Linked DNA regions of Mus musculus: regions 2 and 3 are each linked to region 1. Evidence: chromatin contacts called from public Hi-C data. All regions are on one chromosome and are shown on one strand. Each heading gives the region's core, a stretch centred on a gene start, on an enhancer-like site or on the middle of the called end of the contact. The rest is flanking DNA. Distances are from core to core; before and after follow the strand shown.

Evidence for each region. Hi-C and Micro-C count contacts between places; a contact is called where the count stands out from the background.
Region 2: a Hi-C map of embryonic fibroblasts shows a contact between it and region 1, with 3 times the contacts expected there. The contact joins two enhancer-like sites. A contact is called at or near these places in 8 of 484 Hi-C or Micro-C datasets (the 3T3-L1 cell line, the C2C12 cell line, adipose-derived mesenchymal stem cells and 4 more) and 1 of 115 datasets of contacts at active chromatin or transcription factors (pancreatic cancer cells).
Region 3: a contact with region 1 is called in a Hi-C map of muscle stem cells, with 4 times the contacts expected there. The contact joins two enhancer-like sites. A contact is called at or near these places in 5 of 484 Hi-C or Micro-C datasets (muscle stem cells, myocytes, nephron progenitors and 2 more) and 1 of 115 datasets of contacts at active chromatin or transcription factors (fibro-adipogenic progenitors).

The regions. Positions count from the first base shown.
Region 1 is chr1:81,743,179-81,747,525 of GRCm38.p6, forward strand. No RefSeq gene overlaps it. Among named protein-coding and RNA genes, the nearest start is that of Mir6344, 390 kb to the right of the region's middle. Within about 2 kb of position 1,598, at least 100 of the 459 cell types and tissues checked have an H3K27ac peak or open chromatin away from gene starts, as enhancers often do. A contact at or near this core is called in the C2C12 cell line, embryonic fibroblasts and muscle stem cells, where this site is marked.
Region 2 is chr1:81,909,714-81,914,236 of GRCm38.p6, forward strand. No RefSeq gene overlaps it. Among named protein-coding and RNA genes, the nearest start is that of Mir6344, 220 kb to the right of the region's middle. Within about 2 kb of position 3,063, at least 22 of the 459 cell types and tissues checked have an H3K27ac peak or open chromatin away from gene starts, as enhancers often do. A contact at or near this core is called in the C2C12 cell line, embryonic fibroblasts and muscle stem cells, where this site is marked.
Region 3 is chr1:81,969,454-81,974,151 of GRCm38.p6, forward strand. No RefSeq gene overlaps it. Among named protein-coding and RNA genes, the nearest start is that of Mir6344, 160 kb to the right of the region's middle. Within about 2 kb of position 3,303, at least 1 of the 459 cell types and tissues checked has an H3K27ac peak or open chromatin away from gene starts, as enhancers often do. A contact at or near this core is called in muscle stem cells, where this site is marked.

The DNA of each region.
Region 1 (4,347 bases), core at 348-2,847:
AGAGGAACAGTGGTCATCTTTCTCTCTCTCTCTCTCTCTCTCTCTCTCTCTCTCTCTCTCTCTGTATGTGTGTGTGTGTGTGTGTGTGTGTGTGTGAGAGAGAGAGAGAGAGAGAGAGGATCAAATCAAGAGCATTTTAAATTTACTTACTTAGTTAATTTGTATCATGCTATAAATGTAGTTCTGTTATCTATTATGTAGCCAGGACTAGTCTCCAATTCATGAGTATTATTCTGCCTTAGCCACCAGAGTGAATAAACGTGAATGACCACACCCAACTCTGAAAGATATTCTTATCCATTCCAAATCCCACAGCCAACTATCCTGCAAAAGGGGCCCCATTATGAAGTGATGAGACTAACCTTTTATGTGATGATTGTGTGTAAGCCAAAGATGAGAGCATATCTCCCAGACTGGGAAAACGATACTGTCATTTCCTGAGAATGTGAAGTATTGGTGAGGCACTGCATATCAGTGAGTAGAGCAGAAAACCCTTCCTAGACTTTCAGAGTTTGTAGAATAATGAACTTATCCATGAAATGCAAAGAAGAGAGCGGTAGGAAAGCCCAAGCCCTTGAACAAGACACTCCAGAAAGAATGCTCCTGCAAGAGAAGATACCTGACAGGACACTTGTAGAGTTTGATGGGTGAGAAAAGGATGGGTGTGAGAGAGATGGCTAGAAGAGGGAAGCAAGCTTGGGTAAGTAGGTCCAAGGAGTTGACTATGTAGCTTGGGAAAATTTGCTGAGGCAACTCAAAAGAGGATTTTGTTGCTAAATTTCAGATCAAGAAGAGGAACAAACCTCATGTAACCAAGTTGGCAATCAACTTAAGACAATGATGATTTTTATAATAGAATCCATATCTTGGGCACTCTATCAACCAATAATCTGATTCTGTAATTAAAACCATAAGACTCTCCAAACTCTCATTTGAAAGAATAGTAGAAGTATTAATAAATGCTGTGATATTTGACACCCTTTCATCTCTATGATGGAGCTGTAAAAATGAATCTGGATTAGAACTACCAACATTAAACTTGAGAGGACTAAGCCAGTTCATACTTTGATGGCTCTGCTTATATGGATGAAAGAAAGCCAGTTCTCATGGCACTGACTTGGCTTCTCCAGTTTCTCAGAAAGAAGAAAAAGCCAGCCTTCTGCTGAGGGTCAGGGTACTCTCAGCTGGGAAAAGCACTATGTGTTGTATTAATAAGCTCGCTATACTATTGCCTTTTCTTGCTCCTTAATGCAGGCCCAACAAAACATTTCCTTGAAGTGTACTACCTCTGAAAGTATATGTGGAGACAAACTACTGCGCAGCTGAAGCATTTTCCCCCAAAGCCCACCGCCTACAAAAGTCACCGCACTTCCTTCACTGGGAGCGAGTCTGTTAGTAGCATTCTCAGGACAAATAAATGAGGGCAGGTGTAAATTGAAGGAGAGTAACACCTGTCCCTGCATCTGGCCAACAGACCTCGCTTTAATGTGCTGTCTGCTGAGAAATTGAGGCGTCTCGTATTACCCAGAGGCCTTAGTCTACACTGGAGTAGGCAGAAAGGAATTCTGTGACCAGAAGATGTGAGGCTTGGCTGGCTGCCAAGAACAATAACGAGCAGTACAAAAGGAAAAGGTTTGTAGAGACAAAAGCACTCTATCACAGAGCAACCCATAGCTTTGCTGTTTGAAGTAATGAACCCCCCAAACGAAAGACCCAACTGGATTAACAGCAGGCTGCTCCCCTTTTACCTTCTAACACTGCCCTGGCTGGTAACTTCCTGTTGACACCAGAATGAAGGGAGTTCTTGTGCCAACAGCAAGCAGTGTCTCCATTTGGGGACTTTCTGGCTGGTCACAGAAAAGCAACTTGGAAGATTTATGCCCCCATTTGCTTTCCATCCATTTTTTTTCCATTAAAGGGGGGAATTTAGAGCAAAGTTACCCATGTAACTCCAACCCAGTGCTGGAGAAGTCTTCGCTGACTTGCAAAATATCAGCAGAATCTTGTGCCCAGTAGGAACAGAGGTAAAGTCCATAAAACTTGTGTGCAGTTCATTCCACGTTGTATCAAGCAGTGGCTTTACCCCCACAGAGCATACCTAAGTTCAAATAATTCGAACAAGTACAAACAGAGGACATGCTATTCCCAAGTGGGCAAAGTTTATAAACTCCTAGCGGAGGGAGGTGCTTAAGGAATACACAGTCACAGAGAAACTACCGAAGCCATCGGGAGAAATAGAAATCATAGATAGGCTAGAATTTATAGAGAAAATAGCTTCTACAAGTCGTAAGCCACAGGTCCTGAGTGTCTTTAGGATGGCTGAGAGTGAGATCAGGCTTACACGCTTCATGCAACACGTGGTATCTGCAGGCCAAGAACACAGCAGGGTTTTTTCTCTCTTGAGCATTGTAACCAGAGACAAAGCCAACCCAGTCCCAACCAAGGCATGGATAAAGGGCAATAATATGGGAAAGGTACCAGCAGATTAAAACTCCCAGTGAGCCTAACCGATTGAAATGGAGCTGAGATGCAGTGAAGGGTGGCTCAATAAGCCCCCCCCCAGTGAAGCTTCAGACAGTCCCTGCAGGGGCGAGTGGAAGGGTCAGCGAAGCAGGAAGTATGGTTGTGAGAGAGCTCCAGCACCAAGCTTTTTCCTCCCCGACTTTGGCCGGATGTGGGTTCTGAACTATCCCAGATGGAATTTATTGGGTCAACAGTATGTGAAATGAGGAGTCCTGAGCCTAAGGAGGAAGCAAACACCCTAGGTGTCCAGTCTCAAATATTTTGGCAGGGAATTCGGACAGAAGGGGGAAAATCATTTATTCATGGAAACCCCTCAGCGGATTATTTTTTAAATACCAAGGTATCATTTTCTGTGGTACATGCAGCGTTTTACTGTTAGCCCAAAGAGAAAAAGAAAAGAAGAAGGAAAAAAAAAAAGATCTGACTTCATAAAACCCTTACTTAATAGTTCTTGGCTTAAGGCATTAATGGCAGGGAAATGCTCATGAAAGCACATGACCATGACTCTAGCATAGTGGATTCATGTTTCAGTTTGCTTCCTGTGTAAACCACGAGAAAATATAATAATTGTAATCCTCCCCCTCCCAGGCACATGTGCACACACATGAATACAGATTCTTTATACTATTAAATGCATATTTATTCATGTTTCTCACATCTGTATCCTCCCTCCTCTACCATCCCAAGAAACCATGGAAACACACCTATGGGTCAGTAGGCCATGCCAGGAAACTTGCAGGTTGAGTGGATTCAGAAACCCTAGGACCCTGAGACCTGAGGATGGTAGGCATTTCACCTACTCCTCACCAGGTCCCTTTCATGTGACCACTGGCACCCCGTGGAGAGGATCTTCCGCAGTCAGTCACATAGGGGTAGCACCCAAGCGTCACCATATGCAGATGAGGCATTCTAACATCTCAGATCAAGCCAATAGGAAACATCTGCTTTTAGACCACTACTGACCCCAAAATGTATATAAGAACCTGACCACAAGGAATAAAGGTGTGTGAATTACTTTGTCAAAGACCTTCTGAGAGCATCTGTCATTTTAGAGCTGTAACACTTTGGGGGGAGAGAATTCTCTCCCAGAGCTTTCACCACTTGGAGTTGCCCAAGGCTACCGCAGTCACCTTCAAGACCTTGGCTGCCCCCCCTGGCCCCAGTGTGGAGTCCCAGTGTTGTACTGGTTCTGGAGCAGTGGTGAACAACTCTTTGGTAGTTTAGCTGGGCCAGAGCTCCGCAGATAGCATCCAGTACACAGACTGACACCCACCCCTTTCTCTGCTTGTTCTGGGTAACTGAAACACCCGTGCTTCAGCGCTGACACTACTGAATGAGGGGTGGGCATGCATGGTGGCTCTCACTGAGTCTGAAAATATTCCATCTTAAGTTCTACAGGCTGTTGTTGGCTTAAGAGTATGCACCCGACATATCTCATGTTATTGTCTATGTGCTCTGTCTGCCGTCAGCAGTTTACAGTCAAATAACAATTAAATCACTGAAGGCAGGATCTGTTTCCATCACTCTTAGCACTTCCCAGTATCGTTTATGTTGAGCCAGTCCCTTGCCAAGTATCAACACACTCACATGAAAAGCAGCTTTTTTTTTTTCAGACAAAATACAGAAATGTATGGTTTCTATAAGGCTTAAAGAAGCACAAATTTTCAATGGATATTCATATTTTATTTTATTTATGAGTTGGAGAATTCATGTGAGATCTGATCTACCCCTAGTGTTTCTTTACCGTGGAGAAGCCATATTGTAATTCCAAAATTACACTGGAAGTCAACTGCTTGAAGTACCAAACCCAAACCGTTCCTGTCT
Region 2 (4,523 bases), core at 1,813-4,312, 170 kb after region 1:
TTTTTCCAAGAGTTCTCCATATTGTCACCAAGCTTCAAAACAAAAATACTGGTTTTCTTTTGATATGTCTAAGAAGCCTAAAACCTCCCCAGTTTGGTTTTGACTCCTGTGAGCCCCATCTGTATTACCTGAAGCTCCAATTATTTCAGCCAGACACAGAGGTTTGCCTCAAAGTAAAAGGTGGTGACACACCAGAAAACAAGTGGCAAGACAACAAAATGGACTTTTTGCTGGGTCACTGACAGTTGATATCAACTAACAGGAAGAATTTAGGAACATTAGCCTGTTTGGCTGTAGAAAGTCCCTTCTCAGCTTTCTCTATGGACCTTCTGAGAAGTCACAAGACCTACCAATCACAAAATCCTGATAAACATGTGGCATGAGCCAATCAACTCATTGTTCTAGAAAATGCAATTTTCAACTCTGAGATAGGAAAGGTAATTGCAGGTGGATTACCCAGTGGCTGACCTTCAAAGAGATAGCCAACAGGGATGAGTCTTGGGTCGTGGATGTCCTGAATTCACCTTGGTCTGGTCCTTCCTAATGTCTAAGTGCCTAAGTTCTTTCCTCTATGCTAAGGTTTATTCAATATATGCAGATGAGTTTCCTTTCTTCATGTTTCTTATGAATGAAGCTTTGAAGTCTCACTATCTGGGCTAGTACTATATCTACTTATAATCACATTGCCTTAGGCCACCATAACTAAAGTCATGTTTTTCATTAAGATCCAATCCTGATCCTAAGTGGAAACAAATGAACACTGATATTTCCATGGAAGGAAAAGGACAGGGAGAGGTTATGGTCTTTGAATATACAGTCAGTGGGCTGATCTTAAACTGAAGAGGTATCATATTCTCCTTAAAAATGTATTCTTTAATATTCTATAAGCATAACTCTCACTCACTTTTCCATTCATAAAAAATATTTTCATGGGCAATGATTTGGTTCTTAGGCACTGACTTTATGTCAGATATCTAACAGCCTTGGAGACATCATGATGAGTTAAAAAGAGACATATTTTTGGATCTTGTGGGTCTGATAGAGAGAACCTACAAATGAACAGACAGATAACAAAAAACCTGTATCTTATTTCCTAGGGACACCATGGTAAAGTCACAAACTGTTCCCTTAAAAACAACAGAAACTTATTCTGTCATGATTCTAGAGAGGGAATGTATAAAATCAAGAGTTCATCAAGGACATTTCCCTTTGAACTTTCTCCAAAAGAACCCTTCCTTGAGCCATCTTCTTCCTCCTATTATTTCCTTTTTTGCATGTCCAAGTGTTTCCTGTTAGGAGGATACCAATATTGCATTAAGCCTTATTCTAAATCCAGAATAAGTTCATATTAATATTATATGTACAAAAGCTCATATTCTACACAAAAACACATTTTGATATCCTAAAGGCTATGAATTTTTTGGCTGGCACCATCCAGTCTTCCAGATAGTATGCAATTACAAACTGGATGAGAGTGTCAAAAGGGAGTGGTATATGATTTTGTCATGGCTGAGAAAAGCTTATAAGCTAGACTATAGGGAAATGAGTTTTTTTCATGCTTAGTATCAAGCTTAGAAGTGTCAAATAGCACCCTCTTGTTCTCTCAAGTTTCTCTAGATCAGAAAAGCAAGAGTAGGACAGGATTATTCCCCCATGATCTCAGAATATAGATATTCTTCTAAATTAGCACGTTAGTGTGGATGCGATTGTGGGGGTGGGATGTCCAAACATTTCTAAATTTCACTCATAGCATTGGGAAAAAATAATCCATTTCTTGTACCCAACATGAAACAAGACATCTATGTCTGCTAGATGCTATGGTTTTGAATTTAATTTCTCTTAAATTCATATACTGACACCCTAAAGCTCCAATTTGAAAAAAGGTTTGTTTTTTTTTTTTTTTGGAGATAATTCCAGTTTAATGGGATAATAAGAAAGAGATCTACTGTGATATGGTTGATGGTCATGTAAGGAGAGAAAGATAGGGTCTCCCCAGTCTCTATGTGGGAGCAAAGAAGAAAAAGCACAGGGAAAAGACCACCATCTTCGAACAAGGAAGGGAACTCTGACCAGAAACTGTCCATCTGGAATGTGTTCCATCCAGAACTGTGAGAAATCTGGTGTCTTCTGTATAAGCCATCAGCAGAGAGTGTTTATTAAGGGAATGCACAAAGACTACTGCATGGACTGCTTATATAGACTGTCATCCACTACTTGAAGCTATCCACAATCATTCTGTATTGTATTGTCAACGGCAGCAACAAAGAATCTCTCTTATACAGAATATTAGTCGTGAGCCTTTTTTTGTTTTTCATCTAGAAGAGCTCAAGCCCTGTTTAGTTTTATCCTGATGAGGCTAGGACGTAAGGATTGTGTGAAAACTCCCTCTTCATAAAAACACCTGTGCTGGTTTCACTGAATGATTAGGGTGTGTGATCCAGAAGCCAAGGTCTTGGTTTGTATCTTGGAATTTTCCTAGCATAGTAGATCAGGAAAAGCTTGTCTATTAAATAGAAATAGGACTGGTGCCCACTGGACAACATTAAGTTGATAAAGATCTAGAAGGAGCATTGTTAAGTAAAACAGGAATAAGAGGGAAAAGTAAAGAAGGCCCCTATGGGAAGAATTTGTCAAGTGAGGGCATGACTAGAGTGAGATGTGAACAGAGGGCTTGGCCAGCTACTCCCATGTTGCTACCCACAGGTCCACGAACCTGGTTCCTTAAAGGGAGGTTGGGGCTGCATTGGAGAAAATGGTGAAAGAAATAATGAGACCAAGACAAAGATACTGATCAAGGCCCAAAGTTTACTTAAAGTCTGAGCTTATATGGGGGGTGGGGATCTCCTTTCATCAGGATAGTGTCAGGAGAACAGGTTCAGCCTCTCAGTGCGTAGCAGCACCTGGCAGAACAGTAGACCTATCTAGGTCAGAAGACTCCATCCTAGGTGGTCTTGTTCACAATGGCAGAACAGGTCTGAACCAGCCTGCTCAAGGCTGGGGGAGGCTACACTCCCAGGGCTCTGGCCAGAGAGACTCTGGATAGGCATCAAGCATGGACAAAGCCACAGACTGAGATGAGTCATTTTCAGCCTTCTAGAGAATTTGTGACTCTGGAAAAAGCCAAACCAATAAGAGTAACATTCAAAAGATTTAGTAACTGATAAGATGGACCACCAGCCTTTGTGCTGGGAATTGTTCCCATGTAATCACTGACTACACTGTAGGTAACCCAGACAACTAATCCTGTGCAGGAAAATTTGGGAGTTATAGGGAGACAACAGAGTAATGACCTTGGATAGGATGACCAGACAATTTATTAAACAAACTGCAATAGTTTAAAAGGCGATAAAGAGGGTAGCCATATAAAACGGGATGTTGTATACCAAAACAAAAATGGTGATCACTTCCATCTTTTAGAACTCAAAATGTTGATGACTTACCAACCACAAAGAATTTTTAAGGATGCTCCAATAAAATCACTTTCAGGTAACTTGAAAAATCATTTTGAGACAAGGCTAACTATGTAGCCCTTGGCTAGTTAGGCACTTGCTGTATTAATCAGGTTAGACTTGAACACCATATGGGCATTCTCTTGCCTTTCCTTCGCAAGTGCTGGAATTCCCAGTGTGCTCACCATACCACCTGTTTTAAATAACATTTTGTTTATGCATACTAACTATATATCAGCATTCTAGGCCTAGGGTTAATAGACTTGAGTTTAGCAACTAAGCTGTCACTAAATGTTGTTCTGGGAAATTGTTCTCACGCCTTTATTTCCCTACACAGAAAGGAAGTTTATTAATGTTTCAGCCTTAATTCATTCCATGTGAATTCCATTTAAACAGCTTTATGAATAGAGTACCCTTCTTTGTTGATGAGTAAATTTCAAAATATTTCCTGTGGCTTTACATTGGAATAATACTGGAAAGAAATCTGATATGACAAATAAAAATTCCTGAATGAACAAAGGTGAGAATTGTGTTGCATAGGCGCCATATCGCCAAGGTCTGAAGTTGCTTAATCCAAGAGTATAAAGCTTGGACTATGTCTTCGATCCCTGTGAACAAAGGCTGAACTCTGGAGGAAGTGGGACAGCTGTTGTTCAGCTATGCTGTGAGAAAAGAAAAATCTCTACTGATTTCACAGGGATGCACAGTCCACCCTTCTCAGGTTATCAGCAATTCACTCATTCCTTAATGCCTACCTCAGAGCCCATTGTTCTCATCACGACAGCTGTTGAGGCACCCTCAAGTTATTTAGTTTATGCCTTCTGTATGCAGTCATCATGGGTATTTTATCATGTAATTTCATATGTAATACGCTCCCAGGTTGTTTTTCTTTGTTTTGTTTTGTTTTTAATGTCCTAGCTTTCTGTAAATTCTTGCAACCAAATACTCAAGGATAACAAATTGGGCTAATCAGCTTGAAACCCTCATTTTGGGAGGCACTCACTGCTTATTTTTTCCCATAATTTATGTTTTTATTCACATTACAACCTTGTCACATCCCGTATTTCTTCCTCT
Region 3 (4,698 bases), core at 2,053-4,552, 230 kb after region 1:
TCTCTCATTAGAAAAGAATAGGCTTCTAAGAGAAAACAACAAAACACAACAAAATATAATCACATACAACAGAAATCATCACATTGAAGTTAGACAAGACAAACTAACAGAAGGCAAAAAGTCCTATAAGAAGGCACACGAATCAGAGACCCATTCATTCACACACACACACACACACACACACACACACACACACACACACACACAAATTCTAAACCAATGTCCCATAAAAAATACTAAACTGAAAGCTATAATATATATATGCAGAGGACCTGGTGGAGGTCAATGCATGCCGTGGTAGTCTCTATGAGCTTTGTTCAGTTGTCTAGAGGCCCATATTCTCCTGGTATCCTCCATTCTCTCTGGCTCTTAAACTCTTTCTGCCTCCTCTTCCACAGGATTCCTTGAGCTTTGAGGAAAAGGATTTGATAAAGACATCCCATTCAGAGCTGTTGTTCCACGCTATCTGTCTCTGTCTCTCTGTCTCTTCTTTCTCTGCCTCTCTATCTGTCTCCTTGTCTTTCTATCTCTCTGTGTGTGTATAATTTCTGGCTACGGGTCTGCTGCAGAGTGAAACTTCTCTAATGATGGCTGAATAAGGAACTAATGTATGAGTATAGAAGAGTACCATTCAGAGACATTTTATCACTACTTTTTTTTAGACTATTAGACTAGTGGCATTTAGTTTTATACTGTATGTCCCTGGTCTATCTGGTCTCTGATTCTTGGTCATTCAAGCAGTGTCAGGAATGCTTCTATCACTGGAGTGATGGCCTTAAGAGAGATCAGACATTGGTTCTTCTTCAACCTGCCATCTATACAACTACCTATTGATAAATTAAAACAATGAACTGTCCCATGGGTGTCAAAGAGAGGAATCTTCCAAACAGTATCTTTAGTAAAATAAAACAAAACAGACAAACAACAGCAACAATAAACAATAGAAACATAAGCACCTTACAATCACTGGATGCTTCCTTTACTAACCGTCCAGACAAGCTTCCAGTTCCACAGCCAAGCAGTCCCTCCTCCCCGTCTTCAGCACCTAAGAACACTTTCTGCAGGGAGACATTTCAGGAAGATTGGTTCCTACTTCGGCAGCTGCCAGATGCTGAAGTGCCTGTGAGGCTGGTGTGAACTGGCAGAGGAAATAATCTAGCCCAGCTTCTAGCATCATATTCTCTACTTTGAGGAAAAAAAAAAAAAGGTGTGTGGGGGGGTAAGATCAGGGAGGGAATCACTTCTCGGCCTTTTGGCTAAGATCAAGTGAAGATCAGGGAGGGATGGAGTTTTGGAAATACCTTTCTTCCTAGAGACATCTTCCACCCAAGAACAGGTTCTATTTTCTAACCTGCCCTGTCAAAGGACTTACTACTCAAGGTAATAGAAATACTGGTGGTATTTCACCTTTATCCAAATCTCTGCCTGCTAAAAACCAGTGTTATAAGAAAACAATCCATTAGCCAAGGATGTCAACTCAAGCCACTGCCACCCCTACACATGTCTTGTGTTCCCAGCTGAGGTTTTCAACAGGACTGGCTCACAGCTCTATTCTTCCCTCTGCCTCATCTGAAGCGTCACCATCCCTTCCACAGGTTCATCTCAGTAACCTTCCCTGATAAATATTTTGCCTCTTAATCTTATAGAAATTGGTCTGTGGAGAAAGCAAACTCAGCATATAGAGTTCTGGTCATTTGCTATCAATTATGGCCTGGCACCTAGGCTGTGCCTTGAAAAAGGTGATAATCTCAATAGTTATTTGTGTTGCTAATTCTTGCATGGAATGCAGACCATAAAAGTGAGCATGTTTCAAATCAATACAGGAACCTTGATTTTTTTTTTTTTTTTTTTTAGTTAGTCTGGTTAGTATGAGAAGAGTTTTGTTTGTTTATTTGTTTGTTTGTTTTCCCTAAACATATTTTATAAATCACAAGGACATCCTTTATTTTTATTAATTAATTATTTTATTTATTTACATCCCAAATGTTGACCCCTGTCCTCCCATTCTGTCTCCCAGAATTCTTTTCCCCATCTCCCATCCCCTTCCCCTCTGCCATACTCTTCCTCTCCATGGAGTTGCTTCCTGGGTCTCTGGGAAACCAGGAAACTCAATGACACCTAACCCATTTTCATTTACATATTTGGAAAGACTAGTTAAAAGAAAGGTTCTGCCTTCTCTCTAGTCTGTTTTTCCAATGGACCTGGTTGGACATCACAGCATCTGGTTACTTCAGTAAGAGGACCAAACTGGATTAGCAGCCTTCCTTCTTCCACCAGTAACATAGAAAATGATTCACTGACAACATTCTTTTTCCTGTTCCCATGGGGTGGGGGTGGGGGCAGGTTTTACCAGTGTTCTAGATCTTCCTATTGATGTGATAAAACACCATGGGTAAATCAACTTTGGAAGGAAATGGTTTATTAGTCAACAGTTTATAATTTATGCTGAAAAGAAGTCAAGGCAGGAACTAAGTGGAGAAAATGAAGCAGAGAAAACAGAGGACAACTATTATATTGGGTTGTTCTCCATGGCTCATTGAGCCTGAATTCTTATGTGATCCAGTGTCTCCTTCCCAGAGAAGGCACTGCCCACAGTGGGCTGGGCCCTCTACCTCATTCATCTAACAAACAAAATTAGCCACAAGATTGTTTTTGGCTTCCTACAGGCCAGTCCAATGGAGGCATCTTCTCAACTCTGGTTCCTTTTTCCCAATGACCCTAGCTTGCATAAAGTTGACAAAAAGCCAACTAGCACACAGAGACAGCCACCTAATTAATAAGAATACCATTGATCAGCACCATTAGAGACTGAGCAGGTAGCCTATGTCAGAACCTACCAATAAGTCAACCCATTTCCAAAACCCACTTATATTCCCCATCCATTGCTTAGAAACAAAGACCCACTGCTAGCTTGTCTTAACAACTTAAAACACACATTCAGCATCATCTCACAGTTTTTGTTAATGAGGACTCTGTGTGGCTTAGCTCTTTCCCTACGCCAAGGTTTTTTTGTAAGGCTTCCATGAAGCTGTGAGCCTGGGAAAACTTTTCCTCTAGTGGTTCAACTACAGAAAAACCTATCTCTAATGTCCTATGATTATTGAGTCCCTTTCTTGGGGAATAGAGGGCTACAGTTCTCTCACCGTATTGTTGACAGGAGCTGCCTTCAATTTCTTGCCTCTCAAATGTCTCTGCACCCCAGCTCCTTCAAATTCATCAGAAAGAGAGAGTAAGTGGAGAGTTTGTTGGCAAATTGGAAGCTACAGTCTCGTGTGACATAATCACAGAAATGATATCCCAGCACAGCTGTCACGATCTATTAGTTAGAAGCGAATTATAAAGTCTTTCCCACACTCTGGGGAGGGGATTACACAGGGACCACCAGGGGGTTCATATCACCGAGAGCCATGTCAAAAGCTGCCTTTCCACATTGCCATGGTATGAATCTAGACTATTCTCCATGAATTCATTTTTTTTCTCAATGCTCTGTCTGCAGCTTGTGACACTCACATTTGAAGCTGTGATACCTTTAGGAAGTAGGCACTAGCTGGATAAAGGTTAACCAGTTGTTTAGGATGGGTGTTTGGAGGTATAACCCCTAGACACACAAACACACACACACACACACACACACACACACACACACACTGCATCCTGTCCTGGTAATGTGAATAGGAGTTCATCAAACACTCCTGCTACCATTAGTAGGCCTGCTTCATCAGCCCAGCCATATTGGACTGTGACTCTTCAAAACTGTTGAACCAAAATAAGTTCATAAAGTTGTTTCCCTCAGATATTTGTCACAGTAATGAGAAGAGTAACCGATACAGTCCCCAGCAAATTACTCCAAGTTCCCCTCCACTTTCAGTTCTAATATGAGAAAGGAGGGGTACTATTTATTGAGCTCCCTTAGATAGCTGAGGCTCACCCCTGAGATTATTCAGTGCATAGCTGGGCTATCTGTCAACAGAATTAAATCCCTGGTTAATGCTTGAGTGGTTTCTCTGTGCTCTGACACAGTGTGAGGCAGAATCTTGCTAAGGCTATTAACCTTACCCTGCAGTCAATCTTCACTTCACCTTTCCTTGGGGAAACCTGAGAGAATTCACCCCATGTCCTCATCCAAGCCAATGATCTCACATAGCCACATGCTAAGGCCAAATGTATACTTGTCATGCCAACTCTCAGGAGACAGAAATACTGAAGACTCATGTGACGCTGGGCAGGTGGCACTGGAGACTATGTGGCGCCCAAGTCCAAACTGTGTCTTGGTCACGAAGGAGCACTGAGAAGTGTGCCATGTACTTATCACCATGCAGGTCTTGTTCATAAGGAAGAGCATCCAGAGGATAAGATGGCTGAATTACACAACCCCTTCTATGCTCAGGAAGCAGTCTCAAGTGCTGTGCGTAATATAGTGACATTTACACCCTGCAAAAAGACTCCAAAGCTAATTTGGAAGCAGTGAAGTATCACTTGGAACATTTGTCTTACCATCCAAGGCATTGAAATTAATAATAGGCTCCTATAAAATAAGAGCTAATTGTGGATAGATTAACATGTCACCAGGACAGGTACACAGCCAAATATGTAGAATGTTTTATAGAAATATGTTTGGCTGTTTGGTTGCTAAGTTTGTATTTCCTGTTACTATTTTCATTTGGTTACTAACAGCTTTATTGATTTGGGGATAATTTA